Regions from separate parts of the Dromaius novaehollandiae genome. Here region 1 is linked to region 2. Evidence: chromatin contacts called from public Hi-C data. All regions are on one chromosome and are shown on one strand. The core of a region is the stretch at or near the end of the contact, and the rest is flanking DNA. Distances in the headings are between cores, read along the strand shown. Region 1 has its middle 20 kb from the start of GPR132. Region 2 has its middle 60 kb from the start of NUDT14.

Region 1 (3,072 bases), core at 134-2,633, 380 kb before region 2:
ATGATAGATAACGCTCAGAGTCACTACTTGGGCTGTTCACTTTTTTGTTAGAAGTCTGGACAACACCTAAAAATAATGAACACAATCTTAAAAAAGCAAAGCTGTCAATGATCCTAGAAGATCACTTTAAGCTGCCATTAAAAGACTTTTAGACAGATGTTCAGTACTCCCTGGAGAGCAATAGCTCCATCTGAGTGATTGGTACTGATTGTATTAAAAATGTAGGCTGATAGGGACTCTATTGCCACATTCGGAGATTGTTCCCATGGCCCAGGGACAACCTTATCATCAAAACCATCCATGATCTTTCTATGAGCTGTCCAAGAATTTCCTGCACAGTGCTGGCAGGTGCTATCATCCCACCCAAGATTTTATAGAGACTTTCTTTTCCCTTATTCAATTGATAGATTCTCCCCAAACCATCAGCATTCCCACCACCAAAAAACCTATCTATCTCCTGCATCCCAAATGCAAAGCTATTACTCAAGGTGCTTGCTGGGTATAAAATCTCTGGAGCGGTGACATTTAGGAGGCTGTGGATCAGCTACTTTGCAATGTCATGAAAATTTCATGCTCACTTGGCAAGGAAGTTGGTGAGTCAGGCAAATGAGCTCTTATACTCTCTCCCTGACCTGGATACAAACATACACAGTTTCAGATCACTGCTGTGGTTGTTCAGCTCAGAGAGAGAGAGAGATCCAACTGCATTTAGGCCTTCAACATCCAAGGAGACTGAGCTTTCAGACACCTAGCACCCTTAGGCATCTTTGAAAACCTCAGCCTTGGTGCCCTTAAAATATACCAGCCTTACAAGTGAATTCTTGGTTTCTAAATGCAAAGGTACAAGTCATTGCCAGAGAGTCCACCAGAAAGTAAGTTTATTGCTCAGATGGAGAGACTAAATCCTCTCCCTGGCTGTTTATGCTATAGCTAGTACTACTGCAGGTTTGCTCTCGTCTGCAAAGTGTGGCTGGAGGGTGATAGACAAATAGAAAGAAAGAAACCGTGTTAGCTAGTGGCTAAAGTTTTAAGGCACAAAAGAAGCCAGGAGTGGGTAAATTCAGGGAAAAGTAGTAAGAAAAAAGTCAGTAGACTTGGTGGATAAATTTAGCCATAGCAGAACCAATTCTTACAGAGTGAGAATCCAGGCTTTTGAATTGCTTACAATTTTGTTACCCAGTTTGTTATACTTGGCCACTTTGTTCACTGCAGTCCCTGCCTATAATCCAGACTGTCCCACTCCCACACTTTTCTGAAAGGCATCCATACAAGTTCACTTACCTTGTAAATCTTTTCTGCTTCCCTGATCTGCTCCTGCCAGCCCAGGGGTGTTGCAGCCTTGAGCTGAAGGACTCATACCAGGTTTCACCAGACGATGTCATGCTAATCCTGTGGATGCCCTGCAGCCAGGAGCTTATCTCCCAGCCACAAACACTGCAGCATAGGATGCCTTTTGCCTTGCTGCATTAATGGTTTGTCAAGCTCTCATTTTTGTACCAATCACGCAGTACAGAAGGTACCATTAAGGCTTTAAAATTTAATGAGGTCTAATAAAATCTCTCCTTGTGATATACAACCTAAGCAAAGGCTATGCCGCAGGAAAGTCACATTTCTGGTAGCATTTATATATGCTTTTACATCTTTTCCTCCTCTCTGTTCTAACTGAATACTCCCAGCTGCTTAAATAGCATTTCTGCAGCTTTATGCAGTTACTGCAGACTAACTCCACAAAGGCAGGTAGGTATCTAATTGCCACTTTGAACCGACAACTAACAGCTGGGCATCTGTCCCACCAAGCTGTAATGCTTATGTTTCTGACATGCTAATAAATGCAAAACAGCCTAAATCTTGACTTGGCCAAGATCATCATGCCTAAATCCTGCTCAATTCTCAGATAACTTTCTGGCCTATGGAAACAAATGGGAAGCCCATCCTCTCTCCCGACCTGACTAAGGTTTCACACTCTAAATTTACATAGCATGTGAAGCCATATAAATGATCCTGTACCATAAGCTTTCTCAGAGCATAAGTAACATGCACAGAAAATGTATGCCACTGGTTTCAGACCTCTCCTGGGCCGTAGGGTATCCAGGTTTGCATCTCCATTTCCCATGCTTCATGCAGAGCCTCCCATGTTCTGAAGGAGTTCTGTGAGCATCCAGCTGGGAGAGCCTCTAGGATTCAGTCTCGAACTGTCTTGCTGAAGCAGTTTCATGTTCTATAAATAATTAAACATTCACTGGACCAGAGAGAAGAAGTGGAAGATGGACTCTCTAGCTCCATGGTTAAAGCATTCATGTGTGGTGTGGGAAAGTCAGATTAGAAGTTCCTGCTCCAGTAATCAGCTAACTGGCAGCACGAACATGAAAAGCTTTAATAAGAGGGGCTGAGAGTCCCCTTCTTGAAACCATCCAGAGCCTGCTAGTTTAGGCATTTCCCTGGAACAGGGGAAAAAGAAATCAAGAGCTATCCACAAAATCTGTGGGCATCTTGACTACTGATAAAAAGCTGACATGTCTCTGTGGGAAGAAACTGAGCTGCCTCACATAAAACCTAAAGAGCTGAGTTGGAAGGTCCTTGTAGCTCAGTGTCCTGTCTCTGGTCTTGGCTGAAGGCAGATGCTGGTGAAGGAGTGGAAGCACAGGGTAAATCTTTAATGATGCCTCTTGAGGACACACACCCAGCCACTTAGAAGTGGTGACTTTCCCAAGTGGACAGAAACATCTGATCCCTTCTCCTTGCATTCTCCATTGGGTGCCTTACCCAGTTACCTCATTTCTTAGGGTCTTCAGTCCCTTATTTTTCTTATACCCTATGGAGGAAGCCTGGACGTCTGACTCTGAGTTGAGAGAGCCACTGAGTGGCTGTTTTCTGCAGATTTGGGCATAGTGACTTGCCCGTAGATTTACTGTCATACAGCACCAAGCACTGTGCATGTCTGAAACTCACAGGCTTCACTGTAATGCAAATGCAATTGCTGGTGTAGTGTTGCACCAGCGTAAGTGACATCAGCCTCTATTGTTTTTCACCTGATGCTTTTCTTTCATGATACTGTTGTGCAGTACAGTCTGG
Region 2 (2,982 bases), core at 294-2,793:
TAGGTACCCAGGCTTTGAATCCACAGAGTACCTCCTTGCACACCCACAGGCCCCTTGCCTTAGTTCTGGCATCAGTTGAACGAAGATAAATCTGGAGGACTGAACACTTAGCAAAAGAGCATTCCCAGACTGTCCCAGACTGTCTGGTGTGGTCTTCTTATATACTCATGTGTCTGGGTCTGGCCACTGGTGCTGTCATGGTTGTGCCCTGGAGTGGTCTCCTCTAGCCGTTCCTGGAGTGATTCTACAGGTGAGCAGGAAATGCCCATGTAAATGGTTTTGGCCTAGCTCACAAATGTACTGCAGCCAAACGAACAGGATTTTTCTCATAGTGAGAGGAAAGCATGGCCTCTAATTTATGTCTTTCCTTCTAGGAAATGATTTCAAGGGCAGAAATTGCATATCCTTGGGCATAAAACAAATCTAAGGCTGTTCTTTCCGGTGCTGTGGGCAAGTCACTGCCTATCCCAGGGACTGAGTTTTGTTCTGGTTTAACCTTATTACTTCAGTCACCGGATTGCTGTGGAGAGACTCTGCATAACTTGTGAATTGAGGTTATTTTCATGAAATTGCTGCATCACTGAATGTTGTGGTTGAGCCTGTTGTAGTCTGGAAGAATCCTTGAAACACTTTCACTCTTCCTTCCTATATCTCTCTGAAACGCTACACAGCAAAGAAAAGTTGTTATTCTGGGTTCTGGTTGAACACCAGAGTTTCTGAGGATGAATCTGGCCTGGGATCTGAATCTCTGCAGTCTGAAGAAAAAGAGAGTACCCTCAGATGGGCAAACAAAGAAACCAGGATGTTCTCATCTTAAACTGGGACACAAGAGAAAAACAGAAAGGAATCCTTTTATAGCAAAGGATTTACTTTCACAACTGAGGATTAGAGAAACTGACTGCATAGGATGGAGAAATTAGATCCCCTGATCTGCACGAGAAGCTAAGAGCTGCAATGAGGGCACTCTCAGAAAATGCTAACCAAAGTCTACCGACTGCTCATGAGTGGTGAACTTGGGCAAGGAGTTCTGTACTGCTCTTTCACCATTTTGTGTAGATCTGTGCATTTCTTGTACTGGTGAAAGTGAAGAACAGTTACTTCTAGCATCCTTCGCAAAGTCTGAAGCATTCTGCACGTTAGTGTTTCTCTGTGAAGGAGTAAGCTGTAACCCACAACACCTGCAAAGTTGGAGGTAGGGAACTGTGTAATCAAGCAACTGGGGGTCTATGAAGTTGTCCACACAGGGAACAGGACAGCTCAACTGTGAAGGCCCATTTCTAGGAAGGGGAGGCAGTCAAAATGTGCAAGTATGAAAGAGGCACCCAGAAAAAAAATAGCTTGGGAACTAGCAGACTCAGCTAATGTGTTGAAACCCCAAAACAGTAGTCTATTCTGAAGGGCTGTGGGACTTTATAAGGGTTGTATGGTGTAACTCCGATGAACTTGGTCCTTTAAACTCATAACTTTAACATGAAAGACAGCCTGTGCAAAAGCTAGGTTTCACACATGGGAAGCCTAAGCTAAAACCAGACCTATTTATTTGTACTGTAGCGGCACCTAAGGGCAGCCAAGAGCCTCAGTCTGTATGTGATAGGTATAGGTACCTGCCTAAGCTAAAAAATCCCTGCCTGAGAGACAGGCAGATGGAAGAAAAAAAGAGGTGGTGACAAAGGGTGGCTGAGCTGAGCAAAGTGCCGTATAGGAAGTGGAAATCTAAGTTTATTGCACTTATTTTAGAAATTAGACTTTCTTCTGCCTCACACTTTCTGCACTCATACTCCTGTCCAACAGCTGCCCATTGGTACCAAACCACTTTTGTCTGTTTTACAGAGCATATGAATCAGATGTTGCTTGGGAACTATCACAGAAGAGAAGCATTTTCCTGTGGCAAAATGATTAACTGGGTTATTCAGTCCTTCAGCGTATGTGACAAGCCAGCATCTCCTCTGGTGTGATCCAAAATTGCCAGTGAAGCAGGGGATATTTACTGTATGCATTGAAAAGATGTTAGAGAGTCAACTCTTTTCTGACATATGAGAAACATTCAACTGGACAATAAAACAGTTCCCCCCCTGCCCATCTTCTACTGCTGTCCCCTTTTCTTTCTACTAGGGGTATGTGAGCTGGGACTAGATTTGATGTCATCGATGCAGTTTCCCTGAAACCCAGTTGAATGACTGATTAGCACCAGCCAAGGATCTGGGCCACTGGCTTTCAGGGGAGCCTTCTTGTCTCAGAGCTATTGTTAACGTTTCCTGTTTATAGCAGTTCAGCACAAAGCCTTACAGGTCCTGTCCACATTACAAAACAGCCAGAGGAGCCGAACCAGTTTTTAATAAAGGTTTCTTGCCAGCTTTTGCATGTTTCCCATATCAGTACAAGAACTGAAACACGCACATTGTGCACAGATCCCCTCTTTCCAGCTATTTAAGTGCAAGTTTGACCACTTCATGGAATGATTTTAAAGTAACCCTACCTTTCTGGATATGGTTTTTGCCATGGAGAATATTATCTCCTAGGACTTATCTATTTCTCTTGCTAAAGGCAGAGGTAAGACAATGGGTAGATATCTAATCAATACATCAAGTAAAGAAATCCAGAGGTAGGAAAGATGCATGTGTGTCTCAAAGGACAGAACCACATCCAGGAGCAGAGTCAGACACAAACCTGAAAAAGGGAAGGAGCCAGCCAAAGCCAGAGAAGTGAGAGGGACACAATACAGGGAGCAGGGCTCTGATGGGCAAGCAGAGTTTGATCATTTAATTAGTGAATTAATGATGCCTCATGGCCCACAAGCTCCTAGGGCCACTGCTCCTTCCCTCTCCCTGTTGCTATTACACAGACATTCTGAAAAGTACAAATGATACCTGGGTGCTGGGCTCCCACTGATTACTGAATCGGAGCTCCCTGCTCTCCCACTGCCTTTAAATGGTGCTATATGTCATCTGGGCCTTAAAATATATGCAATCTAAGCCCTGGTTC

What was found. Hi-C and Micro-C count contacts between places; a contact is called where the count stands out from the background.
Region 1: a contact with region 2 is called in a Hi-C map of liver, with 4 times the contacts expected there. The contact joins two enhancer-like sites. A contact is called at or near these places in 2 of 4 Hi-C or Micro-C datasets (liver and ovary).

The regions. Positions count from the first base shown.
Region 1 is chr5:10,270,667-10,273,738 of bDroNov1.hap1, reverse strand. No RefSeq gene overlaps it. Among named protein-coding and RNA genes, the nearest start is that of GPR132, 20 kb to the left of the region's middle. Within about 2 kb of position 1,383, at least 2 of the 2 cell types and tissues checked have open chromatin away from gene starts, as enhancers often do.
Region 2 is chr5:9,888,587-9,891,568 of bDroNov1.hap1, reverse strand. No RefSeq gene overlaps it. Among named protein-coding and RNA genes, the nearest start is that of NUDT14, 60 kb to the left of the region's middle. Within about 2 kb of position 1,543, at least 2 of the 2 cell types and tissues checked have open chromatin away from gene starts, as enhancers often do.